Regions from separate parts of the Mus musculus genome. Here regions 1, 2, 3, 5 and 6 are each linked to region 4. The links are chromatin contacts, called in public HiCAR-type and promoter capture Hi-C maps. All regions are on one chromosome and are shown on one strand. The core of a region is the stretch at or near the end of the contact, and the rest is flanking DNA. Distances in the headings are between cores, read along the strand shown.

Evidence for each region. Promoter capture Hi-C pulls out the DNA fragments that hold promoters and counts their contacts. HiCAR-type assays count read pairs that join an accessible place to other places. Capture Hi-C pulls out chosen DNA fragments and counts their contacts.
Region 1: a promoter capture Hi-C map of the 3T3-L1 cell line shows a contact between it and region 4, with 5 times the contacts expected there. The contact joins the enhancer-like site here to the promoter of Sec24b in region 4. A contact is called at or near these places in 5 of 39 promoter capture datasets (the 3T3-L1 cell line, the C10 cell line, liver and 2 more) and 2 of 115 datasets of contacts at active chromatin or transcription factors (astrocytes and large pre-B cells).
Region 2: a contact with region 4 is called in a HiCAR-type map of astrocytes, with 6 times the contacts expected there. The contact joins the promoter of Fam241a here to the promoter of Sec24b in region 4. A contact is called at or near these places in 4 of 39 promoter capture datasets (hippocampal neurons, liver and pre-B cells) and 1 of 115 datasets of contacts at active chromatin or transcription factors (astrocytes).
Region 3: a promoter capture Hi-C map of adipose tissue shows a contact between it and region 4, with 3 times the contacts expected there. The contact joins the promoter of Aimp1 here to the promoter of Sec24b in region 4. A contact is called at or near these places in 2 of 39 promoter capture datasets (liver and pre-B cells), 1 of 484 Hi-C or Micro-C datasets (CD4 T cells), 2 of 115 datasets of contacts at active chromatin or transcription factors (astrocytes and thymic regulatory T cells) and 2 of 9 other capture datasets (adipose tissue and liver).
Region 5: a HiCAR-type map of astrocytes shows a contact between it and region 4, with 5 times the contacts expected there. The contact joins the promoter of Alpk1 here to the promoter of Sec24b in region 4. A contact is called at or near these places in 5 of 39 promoter capture datasets (the 3T3-L1 cell line, liver, pre-B cells and 1 more) and 2 of 115 datasets of contacts at active chromatin or transcription factors (astrocytes and large pre-B cells).
Region 6: a contact with region 4 is called in a promoter capture Hi-C map of liver, with 5 times the contacts expected there. The contact joins the promoter of Larp7 here to the promoter of Sec24b in region 4. A contact is called at or near these places in 2 of 39 promoter capture datasets (neutrophils and pre-B cells), 2 of 484 Hi-C or Micro-C datasets (both in CD4 T cells) and 2 of 9 other capture datasets (adipose tissue and liver).

What each region holds. Positions count from the first base shown.
Region 1 is chr3:127,801,496-127,804,777 of GRCm38.p6, forward strand. No RefSeq gene overlaps it. Among named protein-coding and RNA genes, the nearest start is that of Tifa, 13 kb to the left of the region's middle. Within about 2 kb of position 1,481, at least 34 of the 459 cell types and tissues checked have an H3K27ac peak or open chromatin away from gene starts, as enhancers often do. A contact at or near this core is called in liver, where this site is marked.
Region 2 is chr3:127,894,958-127,898,258 of GRCm38.p6, forward strand. It overlaps Fam241a (family with sequence similarity 241, member A), which reads right to left and starts at 1,366. Exons shown (of 2, transcript NM_027482.3): 1 at 1,077-1,366. The coding sequence starts at 1,226.
Region 3 is chr3:132,681,746-132,685,380 of GRCm38.p6, forward strand. Aimp1 (aminoacyl tRNA synthetase complex-interacting multifunctional protein 1) reads right to left here and starts at 2,134. Exons shown (of 7, transcript NM_007926.2): 1 at 2,048-2,134. The coding sequence starts at 2,049. Tbck (TBC1 domain containing kinase) reads left to right here and starts at 2,399. Exons shown (of 26, transcript NM_001163455.2): 1 at 2,399-2,649.
Region 4 is chr3:130,059,053-130,062,317 of GRCm38.p6, forward strand. It overlaps Sec24b (Sec24 related gene family, member B (S. cerevisiae)), which reads right to left and starts at 1,855. Exons shown (of 24, transcript NM_207209.3): 1 at 1,517-1,855. The coding sequence starts at 1,616.
Region 5 is chr3:127,778,572-127,781,945 of GRCm38.p6, forward strand. It overlaps Alpk1 (alpha-kinase 1), which reads right to left and starts at 1,956. Exons shown (of 14, transcript NM_027808.1): 1 at 1,590-1,956.
Region 6 is chr3:127,551,918-127,555,427 of GRCm38.p6, forward strand. It overlaps Larp7 (La ribonucleoprotein domain family, member 7), which reads right to left and starts at 1,432. Exons shown (of 13, transcript NM_138593.2): 1 at 1,266-1,432. It overlaps Zgrf1 (zinc finger, GRF-type containing 1), which reads left to right and starts at 1,572. Exons shown (of 26, transcript NM_197997.2): 1 at 1,572-1,738; 2 at 3,379-3,468. The coding sequence starts at 3,448.

The sequences.
Region 1 (3,282 bases), core at 231-2,730, 2.3 Mb before region 4:
TCAGGGGCTTTGAGGAAGCAAATGGCAAAACTGGGTCAGCTCTGTTGCTGGTCTCATTTTCTTCTTGATGCAAAGCCACCAAGGAACTGGAGGTGAGTATTCTGGCCTCGAGGCCAGAATCAGCAATGTCACTGCTCCAAAGACGAAGTCATAGTAACACAGAAAACCTCTGAGGTTAGATGGTTGTAAGCTTTGACAACAGAACCCATCTTTATGTCTTTTTATGATGCCTGCCTCTCAAATTCCTTCCCTGAGGAAGACATTTACCCCTCCTCCTGAAGTCCAACCATAAAGCAAGGTGTCATTCCATTGGAGTTCATTCTGGGAGGCCCTGAGTTTGTTGTGCTTCCAGATAGGACAGAGTGGGTGAGAAGTTACAGGCAGGAGCATGGGTAGCCCTGAAGGAGCCACACTAAGAGGAAGGTCTGCTCAGCCTAGCATGGATTTTATTTCCATGGACTCCTCTATAGACTCCCCTATGACCATGTAGATGGTCCCCTTGTCCCCTGTCCTTCTCCACTTATGTAGTCTAACTCTCCCTGAAGCCAAAGGCACTTAAGGGCATTGCATACAACTGGTTAGGAGGAAGGGATAGACATTTGGGTTGAGGGTCCCAAGACCCTCCTCAGCCCTTCCTCCACTGAAGGAAGTCCTCAGTCAACAAGTCTAGCTGGGATGATCTTTTGTAGGAGGGCACAGATGATCTGATGATGAGTTTGGCTCAGAAGTGTGCTCTCTCTCTCTCTCTCTCTCTCTCTCTCTCTCTCTCTCTCTCTCTCACACACACACACACACACACACACACACACACACACACACACACACACACACACACACACAGAAATCGTAATTCAAACGGGATGGAAAACAGTTTTATTCTGGAGCCAAGTATGAGTGACCATAGCCTAGAAACATGGATTTAGGTTATCCTAAATTCCATGCATCGACCTGGAAGCAGTTTCATGAAGTTTTTATAGAAACAGAACAAGAAAAGTCATAAATCAAGATGCTTTTCAAACGCACTGGTGTGGACATTAACTGGGTCACTGCAGCACTGTGGAAAACCTCGGCTGTAACCCTCTGTTGTGGTTCGATGACTTTTGGTTAGTGGGGAATTAGGGCGCTGTTAACAGACTCCAAAAGGTGTTACCTGTAGTCAGGGTGTTAGGTTCTAACATAGAGGGGAGCAAAGAATCACTATGTAATGAGCTTAAAAAAATAGCCTAAGATAAATTGCAATTAGTTTCTGGACATTGTCAATTCTAAAGGCATTGAAGTTTCTACAGGCAGTTTCTACCCAGGAATTATCCACAGAAGGTAGCCGTGTTCAAAAACATCACCGGGCTATTTTAAAACTAGTTTTAAATCCCCGCTAAGTAAATGAAACAAAACAAAGCCCAGGCTTCCTAAACCCTCACAAACAAGGCTGACCCAGTTCCTAGAGGAAACATGATGTTCAGTGTGGGCTGTGAATCATGCTGCCAGGGTTTATCTTCATTTCCCATGGATCCTGACACTTTAGTTTCATTTTTCTTTGTTTTGAAACTAAGGATTAAGGCAGTGCCTCCTACACGGGACCTCTGTAAATGAAGCTCAGCCTGAGGGGGACCTCTGTGAATGAAGCTCAGCCTGAGGTGTGGCGTGCAGCCCCTCTTCACGTGCTCCATTATGTAAGGAGTAGCACCGAGCAACTGGGCCTCCTATTTAACGCTCTCTGTGTTAAAACAGTTCTCTCTCCCATGGAACTAAAAGGGAAGAAGAGAGAAGTTTACTTCTGAGCCAAATTTGAGTAACCATATCCCAGGATTGCCCAAAAAGATGTTTCATAGATGTGGGTACATGAGTTTTTTTTTTTTTTTAATCAGTCAAAGAACAAAAAAATTGGTGGGGCTAGTAGGTAGTGGGGTTATAGTCTTATCTTCTGGATTGGTAAAACTAATCTGCTAAGGTTCTGATGGCCCTAAGAATGGTAGGTGAGGCAGAACTGTGGGTAACGGAGGTTTTCAAAGGGACTACAAAGAACACAAGAGAATTTAGCTCTGCAACATTCTAACTTCCTCCATCATTAAGTTCTAATCAGCCAGGCAGGCTGGTAGAATCCTCAGAACTGGGTGGCTTAGATGTTACTATGTCTAGGAGCCAGGGAAAGGGTCTTCAAATAAACGTATCATTTTTAACAAAGAGCTCATAACAATAATTTTCAAATTGCATCTCATTTCTCCTTTAAAGTTTTTTTTTAAGGACGTTAAGTATCATTTTGCTGAAGTTGGTTCTTTCACAGAACTCCATTTTTTTTCTCTCTGCAATCAAATTACTAATAGGAGATACTAAGTAAACAAAGATAGCAAAATATTGTATTCAATGTATCTTCTAAAAGAAAACAGGCTTCTTTTTTAAACAATTTATTTTTTTATGTGCATTGATGGGTTTTGCCTGCTTGTTTGTCTATGTGAGAGTGTGGGATTCCTTAGGACTGGGGTATCAGACAGTTGTGAGCTGCCACCTGGGTGCTGGGAATTGAATCTGGGTTCTCAGGAAAAGCAGCCAGTGTCTTAACCATTGAGCCATCATCTCTCCAGTCCTCACTAGACCAGCTTGTTAGACGTTTGTTAATAAACAATGAGTGGTGTACCTGCATCTAAAGGAAAACTCGAAGTCTGTCCTCGGCTGGAATACAAAAGTACAATTTCAATTTACGTCATTTTAGAGGTAAACAGGAGAATCTTCTGTAAGTTCCCTCACATCACCCCTCAGCCCCCTCCAGCTACCCCACTTCTCTGAGAGGAAAACTTTGTAAATAAATATCTACGCTCTTTTTTTCTTCTTCACTGCCCCCTTCATTTGCCTAACACACATCATCCATTAGTCTTGCTGTTCCCTAAGGTCTCCCATCCCCTGATGCCAGTGACCCCACTCTCAAACTCTGTATCTGCATTTCAAGGTACCCTTTAACCACCCACCCCACACAGCCCCCAAGAGAGGCTGGGCTGGCTTCTCTGCTTATATTTCCCTGGGGGAAGTCATCTACTATGACTTAAAATACGTCCCACTCACAGTTACGGTTAATGTCAATTAGACAGGATCTAGAGCCACCAAGGAGATAGACCTTGGGGCACGCCCACAAGGGATCATCTAGATAGGGGAGGGAATCCGCACCCTACCAGTGGATGGTACTGTTGGAGGGGGTGGGGTCTTGGACTACATAAACAGGAGAAAGCTAGCTAAGGATTTGCTGACAGGATTCTCTGCTTCCTGTCTGTGGGCACAATGTATCCTTCTGCC
Region 2 (3,301 bases), core at 116-2,615, 2.2 Mb before region 4:
CATCCCCTTTCCTTGTTCTAGTAACAATATCAGTAAGACTAGAGTTCCTGGCGCTGTCCATGTCATTGTATTGCTAAGGTCCAGAGATGGTTAAGGGAAGGATTTCACATATGCCATTACAACCATTTGCACATTTACTTTTGGAAAGGGAGTTTTAGTTGCTGGCTGTGTTTTCCAGTTGAGCAAGAGTAAGAGGAAATCAAGACCTTCTCTATTGAGACATGCATGGTACAGTTTGGTAAGAACACCGCCCGCAAGGGCACCAGCAAGATCTCCTAGCTACCAATTTATTTGCTTCAGTCACTGGCTCCTATATTGTCACATAGATGAATAATTACTGTCTACACGGTGATCAAGCCCACATTAGCATTATTTTTGTTTCTTAAGTAATGGGTTTTATTAATGTATTTAGTTATTAATGTACTTAGTGATATTAGAGGACAAGTTACAGGTATTATTAACTGATGATTCCAGAAGTCTAGGCTTACTTATGTGATTTCTAAAGGTCTTTGTATCTGGGGGATTTTTGAGTAGCTAATTACTGTACTGCCTGTAAAAAAAAAAAAAAAAAAATCGTCCCACGTAGAACTCCATCTTTACATTCAACTGCTAGTCTAGTCTTACAGATATCTGATGTTATAATTTCCCTTAGTCTTCTCAATGATATCCAATTCTGAGAACTTTAAAAGTACCCAGTTTCCTTATTATGTCTGTTACTAAAGCTTCCTTCCCTTTGGTGCTCACAGCAGGCAATTTTCTTTTTTTTTTTTTCCTTTCCACTTCTAAAATGAAGTTCAGCTCTGCTCGGTGGTGCTGTGAAACTTGCTCTGGGAGAGTCCCGGTGTCACCTAGGCACCGACCCGTGCTTCCCGATCCTCTGTGCGGGCCGTCCGCCCACCCCGTCCAGGGCGCGTGCAGTGCTCGGAATTCGAGCGCACGGCGCGCCCACGTAGCGCAAGTTGCCGGGTGGTTTTGAGGTGAGGCTCCGGAGGGCATTTCCACCGAGCCCGGCCCCGCCCGTCAACCGCTCGCCGCGTGCCCAGCCGCCACCCCGCGGCCCGCGCGCCCGCGCTCACCTGCTCGCCCTCGTCCTGCGGCCGCCGGCGCCGCGGGCTCGCCCCGTGCTCCGGCTCCTCAACCCGCCCGGCCGGCGCCGCCCCGTCCTCGTCGCACTCCCCGCCGGCGCTGCCGGCGCCGCCCCGCAGCAGCTTCCTGGCCGAGCACATCCCACCGCCGACTCCGGCCGCCCGCACGGCTGCCGCTGGCCACACCGGGACTCCCGACGCACACGGGAATCCTTAGAAGCGCGCCCGCCGGCCTGGGGGCCAGAAGTGCAGGAGCCGCCCGCCCCTCCTGTCAGCCGCTCGCCCCACCCCCAGCTCGGGGGCGGAACCCCGGGGGCGGGGGCGGGAGGAGGGGCGGGGCCATAGCGGACCGCGGCCCAATGAAGGCGGGACCTGGTGGGTTGGGCAGGGTACTGGGAGGGGCGGGGCCAGGGAGGGGCGGAACCAAGGGAGGTGTAGCATTATTCCAGTTAGTGCATGAAACTATGAATGAGGCCATAGGCTCCTGAGGGAGGTTGTATGTGTCTGACACCTATTAAAGTATATGACATCTGTGAAATTGTGTATCTGTAACTATCTGTACACAACAGACAGATATCCTGTGGTGTGTGTGTGTGTGTGTGTGTGTGTGTGTGTGTATGTGTAAAAGACAGAGAGAGAGGAAGAGAGAGAGTGTCAGAGGTGAGGAACACTGTAACAGACTACATGAGGGAGATTATGTATGAAATCGGCCATAGGTGCATGAGGGAGATTGTATCTGACAGGTTTTTAATGCATGTGAGAGCCCATGTGTGATTGTGTGTGAGTAACTATACACACACACACATACACACACTTAGATGTTGTGTTTAGTGTGTGTGTGTGTGTGTGTGTGTGAGAGAGAGAGAGAGAGAGAGAGAGAAGGAGGAGGAGGAGGAGGAAGTTATGTGTTGTGAGAAAGTGTGTGTAAGAAACATTGTAACAGACTGTAACCAAGTGCTTACAGGAGATTATATGAAAAAGACCATTAGATGCATGAGACCCTGTCTGATAGAGTATTATAAAAGCCTGTGTCTAATTGTGTGCCTGTACACAACAGATTGTGGAAGACTGTATACCAGAGTCTTTTGTGACAGGACAGTGTGGGAGATCATAGGTGTTGAAAGTTTGTGTGAGGATGTAGGTATACAGAAGAGGGCAACTGAGAATAAGAAGCTCATATGAGAGGGAGCTGTGTGCATGAAGGTGTGGGCACATGTAAGAGGTTCTGGGAGTGTGAAAGACCACCCAAACACACAGTATCCCTCCATACCAGCTGCAGCGGGCGCTCAGCTGTGCCTGGGTGTGCTGTTGGCTGCTTGTGCCTAGGAAGGAATGCAGGCTCTCTGTCGCTTGTTCCTCCCCTTTTGCCTCCTCTCCCTAAGCATCTCTGAGTGACCATGCCTATTTCTCTCTGCTTCCTAGTGTGTGTGGCTTGTGGGAGCCCTGGGCTCATTTCCTGGTCTCTCTGCCGTAGTGTGCATTTCTAGAAATGGTTTAAAAATTCTCAGCGACTGGTAAGAGAGAGAAATCGAGTTTCTTTTTCTTTTTTCTTGCTAGCCCATCATATAAGGGTAAACTGGGGGGCATGAAAGTAAAACAACGAATGGTTTTGCTTTCCTTTAATCCGTGCATTGAGGAAAAGGTTATGGTGTAGCTGGTATATCAGACTGTCGATGGAAATTATTTCCTATTTAACAAATAGGCCCAGAGACGAGTAACTCGTTTGGGAAAGCCTCTTTTAAAATGCCTTCAGGGGCTGGAGAGATGGCTCAGCGGTTAACAGTACTGACTGTTCTTTCAGAGATCCTGAGTCCTATCCCCAGCAATCAGATGGTGGCTCACCACCATGTGCAATGGAATCCAATGCCCTGTCCTGGTATGCAGGTATACATGCAATAGAGCACTCAGATACATAAAATAAATAAACCTTAAAAAAAGAAAAGACTAGTACCCAAAATGTCTTTAGGCCCAGCCAAGGAATTAAATAGGCAGGGACTTACAGGCTTATTTTAAAAAGTGGTTTTGTTTTGTTTGGGCTAGGCAGAAGCTTGTCCCTTTTGCTCACACCTAACACACACACTCTCTCTCTCTCTGTGTACTCAGTGTCTCACAAAAACACCCTTTCTTATACCCAGTCTGTTACACTTTGTAATGTAACCTAGTTTCTTTCTTACAACAGCATCTCACAAATCCTTCTTAATGGTTTCTGCCAAACA
Region 3 (3,635 bases), core at 884-3,383, 2.6 Mb after region 4:
CAGTTTCAGATATATAAATGTGAGAATTAATAGCAATCATGTTTTTTTCTCTTCTTCCCTTCATTCCAGTCTTGCCTTCCAAACATTTCCCCAGTTGCTTCACAATCTAATTGCCAAGATATTCTACAGCAACATGGTACCTTTAGACCACTTTAAATTCCTGTTGCCATTTAACACATATGTCACAAGTCAGAAGGTAAGGACAAGTAAATACTTTGGTAAATGTGAGGACAATGTGCTCCATAAACACTCACTGACATTGATCCCACTGCTAAGTTTTTAAACCAAGCCTTGCTAAAACCCATAGAAGACCTGAGGCTGTTTCTGGTGAAAGCTCCTATTTATTCTAGATTCTTATCCCCTTACTGGAGAGCCCTTTTTTCTCTTTACTGATGAAGACACAGGAAGTTCTAGCCATATTAAATGATGACAATGGGGGGAGAAAGTAAAATTGATTACTATGAAGGGATAATCCATGCTTTTCTAATATTATGACTTAATTCAAAACCTTTTCTCCCAGTAGAAGACATACATAAAATGCAAAAGGCTTGGCTAGGCCTCCTGTTATCACAGTGAACAATCTTTTATCATTTCATTTTTAAAATAAGTTAACCAATCACTTCAACCACACCATCACGCCTACTTCCAATTCAAGAATGCAAATAAGAACAATAACTAATGGACATTTGACATTGACATTTACTCTCCACCATGTAAGATATCATTTTATACACCAGGAGAAAGTATATGTATTGTCTGGATTCATCCAATTATTATACGGCAAAACCATGATTTTAACTTATGTTTGTCATTCTGAAATTCACACAATTCACTCAAAATGTTTCCCAAAGCCTAAATGCTTTCATTATTTGGGAAACACACTCAAGACCTGACTGGACACTTAGGACCTTTATTGAAGACACTGTTATGTTCCCTTTGAGGTAAAACAAAAGCCTCCTAACTGATCTCCTTTCTCACTTCTGCCCCCAGTCTAAGAGGGCTATGGAGTAACCCTCTTAAAACGAAGCTGGGTAACATTACTTGGCCTTGGAAAACCTTCTATGGCTTTCACTCCCCCTGATTAGCCCACACTCTCTGTCTGCATCATGAATCCCCTCTCTCAGTTCTGAGCCCACAGGCATTGGTCAGACCCCTTCATACTTTGGTAAGTTTCTGTTGCATGGCCTTCGCAATGGCTTGGCCTTATGACTGACTGTACTTCTTGAAGGTTTTCTCTATTGTTAATTCTATTTGTGTCACCTCCTTCCTAGAAAGCCATCTTTTCCTTGAGAACCTTCTCTGGCAACCATGTCAAATAATCTACCTTTTTTTTTTTATGGCTTAATACCTTTTCTGTGCAGTACTTATAATCTAAAATATTTAAGTATAAAATGCCAACACTAAAAAGCGTTTAGTGCTTGTTGCAGGGAACCCAAGCTCAGGGCCCAGCACTTACACAGGAGCACACAATCACAGGTAACTCCAGGTCCCAGGGGTCTGATGCTTTCTAGCCTCCGCGTTTACCTCCACACAAGTTTTGCACAAAAACTCACTCGGGCATGAACACATACCCATAAGTAAAACATATCAATATTAAAATACAGAGTGTTCACCTTACTTTTAATGCTGTACTTCAACAATAAGCCCTAGCCGAGAGGCAACGACTGGGATTTTTGTCCGTTTCGTTGACAGTCATTTCTACTTAGTTTATGGATCTTTACCCAATAACTAAACTGTTGCCGGGAGTATAGTGGTAGCTGGTGTTTCTAATATCTGTTGAAATCAAGGAATCTCCTTCTTCAACCCGTCCTCACGTACAAACACTGGAAATCCTTTGCACTCTCACTTAAAAGGAAACAAGGTAATGCATTCACCCCCTGCCTCCAGTAGCATGCTCTCCCTCGGCCACGTATTCATTGCCCAAACTAAGTTGAATCAAAAGGGGGCACGTGGGTGGAGGTTTTGACCGCGCTTCCCACTACTACACAGAAGGTCAGGTTCTTTTTCCCGGGTGAGAAAGGGAAGAACTCTGGATCGGGACACTCACATGAAGCGGTGACCCAACCGCAGCTCTTGAGCAGCCTCAGCCGGGAGAAGGAAGGGCCAGCCTCCCGCAGTCCCCGGCAGCGAGAAAGGACCCAGGAGGCTGTCCCTGATAAATGCCTGAGCGTTTCACAGTTTCACCGCTCATCGGCCGTCCGCTGCCTGCGCCAGCTCTCTCCCTGTACCACACTGAGCTCCCATCTCCCATTTCCTTCCTCCCTCCCTCCGATCTTCCCTCACTTCTTTCTCACTCGCTACATTTGGCTGTCTGTCTGGGCAAGGGACAGGCGGCCGGAAGTTTTGGGGTCTTCCCCCGGGGTTGCGTCTCGGCGATGTGACGTCATGAGCAGTGGCCGACCCGAGGCGGCGGCGGGGGAGGGGGTGCTGGGCGCTGTCAGTGGAGCGAGGTGCGCGCTCACCCTCGGGTTCTGAGCCGGGGACCCGGGAGGCCCGCGCGGACGGAGGCGTGTCGCTCCGGCTGTCACCTTCCCTAGGCGGCCTCTTGTAGACGCGCCTGAAATGCAGGACACGGCCCACTAAGCACTGCCAGGCATAGCTTCCGCGCTTAGGAGCTCAACCCCCCAATCTCTGCGTCCCCAGATTCAGGCAGGTATTCTGGTGTCGCCGCTTGCCTGGCGTTAGTGGGTGGGACTTGTGGGACAATCAGGTACTGTGAGTGACCCGGCCATTCTGCAGGAACCCATAGAACCAATCTGTGGAGCTGCTTGCTGTTGTGTTTGTCTCCAAACTTCCTTCTCCCTGAAGCCCAAGTTCACCGAGTCTTAGAAATGCAAATACGATTTTACTCTGGATAAAATCCACGTCTCCCCACTACCCCTCTTTTTTCCCCCCTTTTCTCCTCCTCCTCCTCTTCTTCTTCTACATTTTCGACTCACGTGAGTCATCTCCAATCTCTTTAAGAGTTTACATTGTGTCTTGTTCATTATAGGTGCAGGCCATGTTTGTGGTTTTCAGTGTTCTGGCTACAGAAACGTCAGACTTAACGTAGAAGTTTCAAAGTATTCCCTGAGTAAATTTTCCAAGCCAACTACCTGCCTACATGGCTTTCTCTTGTAATCTCTGACTTCATCGTTTTCATTTTTCACTCTCTTCTAGTTACCAAGTGTGAGCACCTGTGTGTGTGTGTGTGTGTCAATTTTTTGTTCGTGAGCTTCATGCACACCAGAGAGATAGACTGATACTGAAATTTGTTTTCTTGCTTGTGGTTTATCTTTTTGAGTCATAAACACTTGTCTGATTTTTCAGTTGTATGTTATTTAATGTCTATAACGGAAAATCTAATATATCATTGTAAAAGTTAAATATTAAAATGCTGAGGTTATGTCTCACCTTTCCTATGACTTCAAGCCTGCTATGTAGATATAACTTTCTGTAATTTTGCATCTACTCATTGAATAAGAAGTTAAGATTCAAGTAGACTTAAGCTAGCTCACAGTATCGACAAGATTCAGAATAGTGGTCATAACTATTTTCACATGAACTTTTGAGTATGTGTTTTGACTCCTCTATTATGATGAGAATAGCACTGGCTCTCTCCATTTATCACCAAGAAAACAAATTCGCCTGTGTTA
Region 4 (3,265 bases), core at 605-3,104:
AAAAAATAAAAATGACACTTGACAATCAAGGACACCGTCCCTGAAACTGTTAAACATTGATTTACAATGTTAACAAACAAAACAAAGCCTAGTTAGCAGTTCCTAGAAGCCTACCTAAGTTGGATTTCCAAAACCTACAAGGTAGAAAGAACCAACTCTCAGAAGTTATCCTCTGAACTCTATGTGCAAGGAGGGGCACAGTCATTTATACCCAGGCACACATAATAGACAAAGCTGCTCACAAACCATGTTTTCACCTGGACAAGTGTGATACAAATGACACCGTTCACCTTCAAAAGCTCTTGATACTAAACAACAACTATAAGAAGCATGAAATATTGATAAGTAAGACCAACCTAGGGATCTTAAGACTAAACCATCATTTTTTTTTAATTGTGAATAAAAAATTCCACCTGATTCTTGGGGTGTTTCGTGTTTGAAAAGCATTACTGATTTTCCAAACTTTGGCTGTAAATTTGATTAGCACGCTGTGTAAACTAGGCCAATGATTTGATGAGTATTGAGTAGTTTTGTTTTTTGACACAGGGCAGAGGGATTTTCTTCGCTTTACTTTGGGAGGGTCTCATTAGACACACTCAACTCTCTAAGGAGGGCCCCTCCCCTACTTAGGAACATTCCAGATATCCAGAGCAGGGGCCAGGCACGCTAGGGTAAGATCATTTCTCAGCAATAACTCCTGCATGCTCGGAGCCTATAACCTCTGTATGAAAGCCACAGTCGTGTTTCCCTACGCAGGCCTTGCATCAAAACAGGGCCAAGCAACTCTGGCACGTTTTCCTAGACTTGAAAGTGAAGCTGGAGATGGGGGACTCTAAAGGTGTTCGCTTAGTTGACACCTGCTACCCCGGGAACACTACACTACTACAAGCGAACTCCAAAGGCTTGAGCAGCAACCGCAGCGGCAAACCACAACAGATCCGAGGCCGAAGTGGGTCGGGGTTACAGTTACACTTCTGCAGCACATTTACATCCTTCTGCCTACAAACTTGAGTGCAAACTAAGTTCCCTTCCAGGCGGCGTGCTCGCTGGGCCTTAAAAAAAAAAAAATCAAAGCTACGTTCCTGGGGCCCGGAAGGATGCGATCCACCAGGTACCAAGGTTGCTCCCAGCCCTCCATAGACCAAGCACTCTGCGGCCCCGGCGTCCTGTGAGCTCTCGGGGCCCAAAGGGTCGCCCGGGGCAACCGGCCGGCGCCCAGGTCGGAGCAGACGGTCGTGCGGGCCGCCGACCCCTCCACTCCGGCCTCGGTCCGCGCGGGAGGGCAGGCCTGGATGGCAGGCGGCCGGCGGCCCCGCCCTGCCGGCCCTTCGGTCGCTCCCCTCGCCGCATCGCGGCCTCCAGGCTCCACCGCGGCCTCGGGGCCCCACCGCGGCCTCCCCGGTCCGGCCCTGCCCTGCCCGCCCCCAGCCACCGCGCAGGCCGCCCGCCCGCCCGCCCGCTCTCCCTCCCTTCCGCCTGCCTAGGCCCCACGCCGCGCCCCGGCCTCCCGCCTCACCGTTCTGCTGCGGCGGTGCCAGGCCGGAGACAGCTCCGCCGAGCTTGGGCGGCATCCGGGCGCCGGCGGCCGGGTGAGGGGACCCGGCGGGGGCCGACATGACGGCGCGGCTGGCGGCGGCGGCTCCTCCGCGGCGGGAGATGGGCGGAGGGAAGGAAGGCGGGGCCGCGGAGGAAGAGGAAGAGGAAGGAACGCGCCCGCGTCACAGGCCGAGTCACTCTCACCGACGACCGCGGCCCGGGCACCCACGCTCGGCCGCGCCACCACCGCACGCGTGCGGACCCCGGCCCAGCCCTCCCGCGCCAGCGCCCCCTGCAGGCCGGAGCTGCGACCACCTCCCCGCACAGGCCAGACTGCGGCTGCGGCGCCGCCGCCGAAGGGAAAGGCGCGGGCCACGGTGGCCGCCGCTACCCGGATGGAGCCTGCGCCCTGCAGTGCTGCAGAGCGGTGCAAAGCTGCGGGCTGAGGTCCCGAGTCCTGGGTCACGCCAGTCCCAGCCCACCCACGTACCCATCCTCGGAAGAGGAAGCCTGGCTTTGGATTTGTTATTTATTCTTGTACAACGCCACCCCCCCCCACTCCAACTTAATTCCAAATTAACAGCGCAATCAAGCTAAATGTTGATTGAAAATGTGTAATTCCCAAGCAGAGAGAAAACATTTCTCTATGACAGATTCCCCATAACAGTGGCAGTAAAGCCAGAACTTTGACCAGTGGCTTTAAACGCTAGGAGAAAGATGAATGCCTAATACTAGGAGAGCTTGAAGACGAACTTTATATTCCCCCCACCCACCAAGGGTTGGCTCCGCCCGCCCGTTGGTGTTTAGGAGAGCTGTGGCATCCAGAAGACAGGTCAGCTTGCTTTGACTACCTTAGTGAAGTCTTAGAAGCAATCTCCCTGGTCCGTTCAGCATGCTGACTGGCAAGTAAAGACTACTTTATCCAAGTCATTTGGGCATCTTGGTCCCAACTAGGTCACGGTCACACAGTGGTGGGTGTGCAACTGCTCAAAAACGTTCGGATTCAGAATGTGATCTAGTAAGATGGCATTTCCGGAGCGCTGGAATCCTATTTACTGGAAGGTTATGCCAACCTCAAAGGTTCGTAGTTCTAGAACACAAAGCCTTCCTTAAATAGTTGCCGTGAGTTAATGACGGATGCCCTATCGAACCGCACTAAAAATAAACTTTGGAGTTCTGAGATTTCCAGCCACATTATGCTCTGTATTCATGTGTATTGTGGCTTTGTTCGCAGCAGCTCAGCCTCCCTGAGCTAGAGATCACACCCCCACTTCATCAAGGAGGTCACAGTTCAAGCCCTTGCCAGGAGTCCTTTGAATTTACTAAAATTAAGGGTGACACCATGTGAGTAAGGGAAGAATAGGCGATTGGCTTTCTGCCTCTGCAATGTGTTCTTGATGTTAGCTGATTTCAATCAGGTGTATGGATATGTTATTTCTTCAGGGAAGATTCCTCACACAGACTGAGATATTACACTTCCATAGATCTCCATAATGTAATGGCTCCAAAATTATTTACTTCCGTTGGTCGGTTGTGTTGGGCCTAAAGGAAACTTCCGTACCCCAAATTCCAAATGGCAATCCAAACATCAGCCTGGACTATAGGAGGGTTTCTGGCAGTTAGATAAAAGGCAGCCTTCCTAACAAACCTGGGAAACTGTTCCCCACTGTGATGGTTTGAGTAGGTATGGCCCCGAAGACTCAAGTGTTTGAGTGCTTAGCCCATCGAG
Region 5 (3,374 bases), core at 706-3,205, 2.3 Mb before region 4:
GAAAGTAGCCAAGGAGCTAAAGGGATCTGCAACCCTATAGGTGGAACAACATTATGAACTAACCAGTACCCCGGAGCTCTTGACTCTAGCTGCATATATATCAAAAGATGGCCTGGTCGGCCATCACTGGAAAGAGAGGCCCATTGGACTTGCAAACTTTATATGCCCCAGTACAGGGGAACACCAGGGCCAAAAAGGGGGAGTGGGTGGGCAGGGGAGTGGGGGTGGGTGGATATGGGGGACTTTTGGTATAGCATTGGAAATGTAAATGAGTTAAATACCTAATAAAAAATGAAAAAAAAAATCAGAGACATTCATTCAGTGTGTGGCAGTGCTCTCAGCTGTCTGCCCCTCCCCACCCTTCACAGCCCACATGGAGGTCAGAGGACATGTGAGAATTGTATCTCTCCGTCCACCATGCAGGCACCAGGAACTGAACCCAGGATATCAGGCTTGATAACAACCCATATCTCCAGAATTAATCATAGGATGTATAATGAATGTTAAACTAAGAATGTAATCTAATTCTTTAGTGGTAGAGGGCTTGGCAGGTGTCATGTAAAATCGGTAGCATGGGTATTATACTTTGGGGACAGTGTGACTCAGGTTTGAAGCTTCTACAGTCACGAATGCTCTCAAATGTTCAAGAACATTGAGGGCAAAGTAAGGCGCATGGAGACCTGTGTAGGCTTGAGCAGAAGCAACAAACAGACACAGGAAACTCTGAAATAGTTTTTAGCTGTGACGTCTCATCAGGCAAAGGTCAATATTGTCACTTTTAGGAGTGTTAGAAGCACACAGTTTTTTCAAATGCCAAGAAGCAAGTATTAGGATGGAGGTGACATTGTGTTGTGACATAAAATCTGCTCATCTGCTCCTGCCTTTGTGCTGGTACCTGCTGTAAATACTAACAACTTCAGAGGTTTTAATTTGTGACTTTCCAGGCTAGAGTGCTACTTTCAAATGTTACAATTTTTTAATGATAGGACCATTTTACCTAGACACCCAAAGGAATTTAATTTTTTTTATGTGCGCTTTCTTTGTAACCAAGACTTGCCCACACCCAGAATTTCTGTCCCTACTCCCCAAGTATGCTGAGTGACATTCACACAACTGTGCCCTGGCAAGAAATTACTGACTCCATCGTACAAGCAAGCGGCAGCGTCTTTGATAGCTTCCTATGTGCTCCAAACCCAGTTTCAAATCAGTAGTCCCCACAATCCTTTAATGCCCTCATCAGACACTGATTTTGTGAGCAGTAAGGCTAGCAGGTCTGGCAAGTTCTGTGACTAAGTACATTGCTATTAATCCATATATATATATATACATTAAAGGGTTCATATTTTTCTCCTCTTCACAACAACTGAACTGTAGGTAGCCTTTCCTCTGCTCTTTTTTCCCCCCTGTCCCTTCTGAGGAGCTTCTAGAAGCGCAAACCTTTCTAAGGGCTCAAGAGTTACTTAAAAGCAACAGAGACAGAGGTGGCACCAAGTCTACCGCAATCACCTTTGAGAACACTCTGCCGCCCCCATCCTGCGAGCATCTGCACCGCACCTCCTGCAAGTTTTCATTTGTAAGCTGATACTCACTCAGAAAATAACACTTCAGAGCAGCAGTCTGACCCGGGAGAGTCTTTATTCCGGTACAACCTCCCGGAAACACAGCGTTTCTCCTCAACAGCTTCTGTTTCAGGAAACGGGAATCTGAAAAGAAAAGTCCTTCCTTGCTCAGACCGTGCTTGTCTAACGCCACGCCAAGACACGCCCCGTTAGGGACTGTTGCGGGAAAGGTCTTCTGGGAGTCGTGTTACTGACTCTGGCACCGTCCACCAGGAAAACCCCAGCTTGGCCTCAAGTGCAAATAAACGTGTTGATACACGTGCCTCTGCGACGCCTACTTCTCCTCTGCGCTCCAATTCCGAGATCGACCCCCAAAAGGGGACAAGGAGAGCTTGTCTTTTGATGACATCAAAATAGTGTCATTATGTTCCTGCTTTCTCATTGGCAGTCTCTTCCTTCACTCTTGGATGACTCCATCTCTGCCCTACTCCAAATAAGGAGTTTCCCTGAACTTTCACAAGGAAAGGAACTTGTCTGATAACTGGTTTGTCTTTCAACGGTCGAAGCAAATGAAATCTGAGACTCAAGTTTTGATAAAAAAACATGTCAAAAGTACATGAAAAGATGTTAAAATGTTTATCAAAAAAAAGACATTTTTTATTGGAAAAGTTTTAAGAGGTCAACAATATTTTAACTTTCTCGAGCCTTTCTGAGCCTGCTGTGCTGAGGAAGTTTCTTTAGAAAGAATAGGAATGGACTTTCTTTTCTTTTTAAGGTTTATTTTTACTATCTTATGTGTATGAGTGTTTTGCCTTCATATTTGAGGAGGTGGTGAGCCTCCGTGTGGGTGCTGGGAATCGAACCTGGGCATCTTTACAAGGGCAACAGCAACAAGTGCTCTTAACCGCTGAGCCAACTCTCCAGGGCAGGAATGGATCTAGTAATACCAACAGGAAGCATTTGGGTAAAGCCTTTGGTACATGACCCAAGAAATGAGAACAGAAATCTCTCCGCACCTGGGCAGCAAATGCTTTAGCCAGTTGGACGGATTCCAGCTCTGCTTCTCAACCAAGTGGAAGGAACGATCCAAGCGGTCAAAAGCTAGATTGCCTAAACACTGACTTGTGATCGGCAATAATTCTTCACCCATGACTTTAGAAGTTGTTCGACCAGCCAGAGTGATGGTGTGCTCTTTTAATCCTAGTATTTAGGAGGTAGAGACAGGTAGATCCCTGTGAGTTCAAGGCCAGCCTGGTCTAACTAATGAGTTCCAGGACAGTCAGGATTACACAGAGAAACCCTGTCTTGGAAAAGAAAAAGCAAACAGGAAAAAAAAAAAAGTTGTTCAAGTAAGAACATAGAATTACTATAACAAAACTTTCCATTTATTTACATAACTAGAGTTTCCTTTTTTAATGTATGTTCTTTCTTGGAATGTTACTTTATTGTAGCTATAGATAATGTGCATCTGTTAACTAACTTCTAAGTACCATAAATATCATTGAGAAATGCACTTTTAAATAGCACTCTGTTATTCGGCATTCATCAAATATGTAACTTTGTATTTATCTTTTAAATAAATTACAAATTAAAAATACATGTATTGTAAGCATTGAATAGGCCTGTCTTTAGAATGTTTATTCAATAGTGTCTGTAGCAAAAAAGAGAAATAATTTTAATATATATATATATATTACTGTATATAAATGAGAAAAACACAGAGATATAAGAGCAAGTTTTGTACTATGAGAAAAGTCTATGAAGGAAACGTAATAGAAACAGAAACTTAGATAGAATAATATAAATTTTCACAAT
Region 6 (3,510 bases), core at 182-2,681, 2.5 Mb before region 4:
GTTCTGGAATTTACTCTGTAGATCGGGCTGGTCTCGAACTCAGAAATCCACCTGCCTTTGCCAACTCCCAAATGCTGGGATTAAAGGTGTGCGTCACCACTGCCTGGGCTGTCCCAGGAATTCTTCATCTGACCTCCCTGACACTTCTGGGAGTTTAAAGACATCTTAGGAATCCATGAGATGTTATAAGACAAACTTTTAAACAAAAGGTAAAATCATGCTTATACAAATATAAAGGAATATGGTAAATTTAAGTGGAACTAGTCTGTTTAAAGGAGAAAAGACCAGATCAATATGCAGCATAAAGTCAAAATGAATGTTAACATATACTGGTCAGGGGCAATGATTGGGCAAACATGGTTTTCATCTTTATGTTTTCAACAAGTTACAAAGTTGCAACACTGCCCAAAGACAGTGAATGTCACAGATAATCTGGAAGTAAGCTGTGCTAGATGTAAAGCAAAAGACCATTTTTTTTTTTTTAAATTTTAAATCAAAGGTTTTGTTTGTAAAATCACATACAAAATGTTTCCACAGGTACATGTAAAATTTTCAAAGGAACTCGACAATAATATTTTCCAGGCTTTAAACAAAAAGAAGAGTACCCAAAAGATTGAGAACCAAAGTTGTAGTCACGGCAAACCCTTTAGCGGTCTGGAACTTTGCTCCAAATAATCTTTTAGTGTGAATGTTTTATGAAGTCATTCGGTTTCCCACCACCGCCCGGCTTCGAAAGACTACTAAAAGGCAGTCTTACTTCTTGAGGATTTCCATTCTCAATGAACTCTCCACTCATATTTCTCCTTAATTTCTCATAAACGCACTCAGAACTTAAATTCATTACTGTTAGCCCCTTCTACAACGGCTTTTTCTATAGAGGGACTAGCAAAAAGAAAAGACTGAACTTTAGAATGCAAGTTCTCACAACTGATGTCCTTTGGGAAGACAACCTGCCTAACACCCACAGTTCCTCTGAGCAACCCTACTTCCGCACAGACTCCCCCCCCCCCCCCCCCCCGCAGCCGGGCGTGCCCCAAACACCCCAACCCCAAGCTCGGCCCGCCCCCTCTGTACTGAGCTCCGAATAGCAGGGGCCGCCAGGGAACTGCGCGTGCGCACAACGCACGGCGCCAAACCAACGGCACAGTGGCGACGGGGGCGGGGTGAGGCGGACCGCGGATGGAGGGTGGCCCTCAGGAGACCCGACTGAGAGGAGTTCCCACCTCTACGGGTCTGAGAGGCTCTGCAGGCCAGTAGTGACTTACTCCGTGCTCGTCCCCAGATCCACGGTCAGCGCTTGTGTTCTCCCACGCTTTCCTTCTCCCGACCCCTGCGGTCGGCGGAAATTTGCGTCATTCGAGTAGCGACGCGCTTCTCTCAGCCCGCTACGGAAAGACGGGTCCGAGGCCCAGGGTTCGTTGCTGACGTCATAGGCGGAGCATCTCGGGGGCGGGAGCCACGCGGTGACTGCGCTGGCACGCGGAGTTCCATTGGTGGTTTGCGAACGGCGGCGGGCGGGGCCTCCGCGGTACCGTCCCTGCTTGATGACGTCACTTAAGTTGGCGGGAGAAATTAGAAAGTGGAGTTTATGTCATTGAGCCGGTGAAGTGGAGACTTTTCTCTCCCGTGTTCTAGGCAAGAAGGGTGGACAGACCGGGCGACTTGGCGCGGTTGGGAGAGCACTGGACACTGACTCGCCTCCACGGAAGCGACCCACGAGGCGCCGTTAGAGTGCCGGGTGAGGCGGTCACCATAGCGGCCCATCCCGGTTGTGGGTGTTTTAGGGGCTGACATAGGACCAAGGGGGCCATTATTATTTAGTGATACAAAACCTTGAAGTGTCAAGGCTTGGCAAGTGAAGCTATGTTTCTTTTAGGGATCTGTACTGTTCCTTGTGGTTTAGCAGGCCGTTCGTGGTTTGGAAACTTTCCTGGTTTGAGCGGTGCTGTTCTGAGCTATTGTGACAGTTTTTCATCACTGCAGAGGGCCAGATAGAAACTGTTGTTGGGCTCCAGAGCTGGACTTCCTAACGTAATAGATCAAGAATAGGACCTAAAAGAATAGGACCTAAAATGTTCATTGCTAACTAATTGTCAGGTCATGTCCCTGGAACCACTTGAAGATATGTGTGCTTATGTGTGCTGCTTTTGCATCTGTATTCAGTTCACCATCGACGATTTCAAGATTTCAAAATTTGACCTTATAGTTAACATGGTAGTTACAGTGGCTGCTGCAGCACTGTCCAAGAGATTTTTCTTCCTGGGTGTGGTGGCATATTGCTTGTAATATCCCAGCTATTTCCAGAGGCTAGGACGGGATTGTGCAATATGGTCAGATCCTATTTTAAACAAACATAAAGGACTGGATGCATGTAAGCACTATTACCTAGTTTACATATAGTCCCTTTTGTCAGCCCCTAGCACTGGGTAAAAGAAAGAACAAAATTTTCCTTGCAGAGGAATTATATATTGTATATTTGGCTCTAGGATGTTGTGCTATATTGACTAGGGTATATAGTCAACCCTCTGTACCTGTAATTTCTGGATCTGTATTCAGCCAGTTATAGATGGGAAATAGAAAAAAGTTGTTAGTACTGAGCATACAGATTTTTAAATTATCATTTTTATTTCTTCCTTTTAGACAGTGTCTATCTATGTAGTTAGTCCTGACTGTCCTGGAGCCCTATAGGTAGACAGGCAACCAGGCTGCCTTGAAGTCACAGATCCACCTGACTGTGCATCCTGTGCACTGGAATCAAAGTTGTGTTCCACCAAGTCAGGCTTGTTACCATTTCTTGAACAATGCAGTTTAATCACTGTTTGCATATCATTTACAACCTACTAGGTACAAGTAATCTAGAGATAACTTATTTATGTTAGAAAATATGTGCATGCTCCTATTATATGCGAAACAACTATGACGTTTTATATGTGAACTCAAGTGGCTGGCGCCGGATGTTAATATTTGTGGTCCTGAAACTAGTTCTTGGATAACTAGGGATTACGCTAGCAGGAAAAATTTAAGACACAAGGGGGCCATCTTGTGGTAAGTATAATGATTTTGAAAAATAAAATTGAAGTTGGGTTCTAAGGAGCAGTACATGTTGAAGGGAAAACAATCCATTTTCTGGTATATAGCAAGCCACTGGAGAGATGTTTACAGATTTCTAGTAACTATGAGTTTTACCTTTATTTTCCTGTGTGGTGTCACGCAGTTCTGTCCTCCATGACAGATACAGTTTTGTTTCTCTTGGTGGCTTCATAGTCTTGGAATTGTTTGGTTTCTGTCTCCAGTCAGGATTTATTGAAAAAGTTTGTACTTGATATTTATTCTTTTTATCAGGGTCGATTGACCATTCTTTGCTGTTTTTCATTTTAGAGGATATAAATGCTGACTAAAAACTGATTGTTTTCTGGACCTGACTAGTTTATAATCTCAGAAGACACAATGGAATGTCAAGAGTTTATTGTAAGTTGTCTTCTTCCTCTTCTGCTCCTCCTCCTCTTTTTT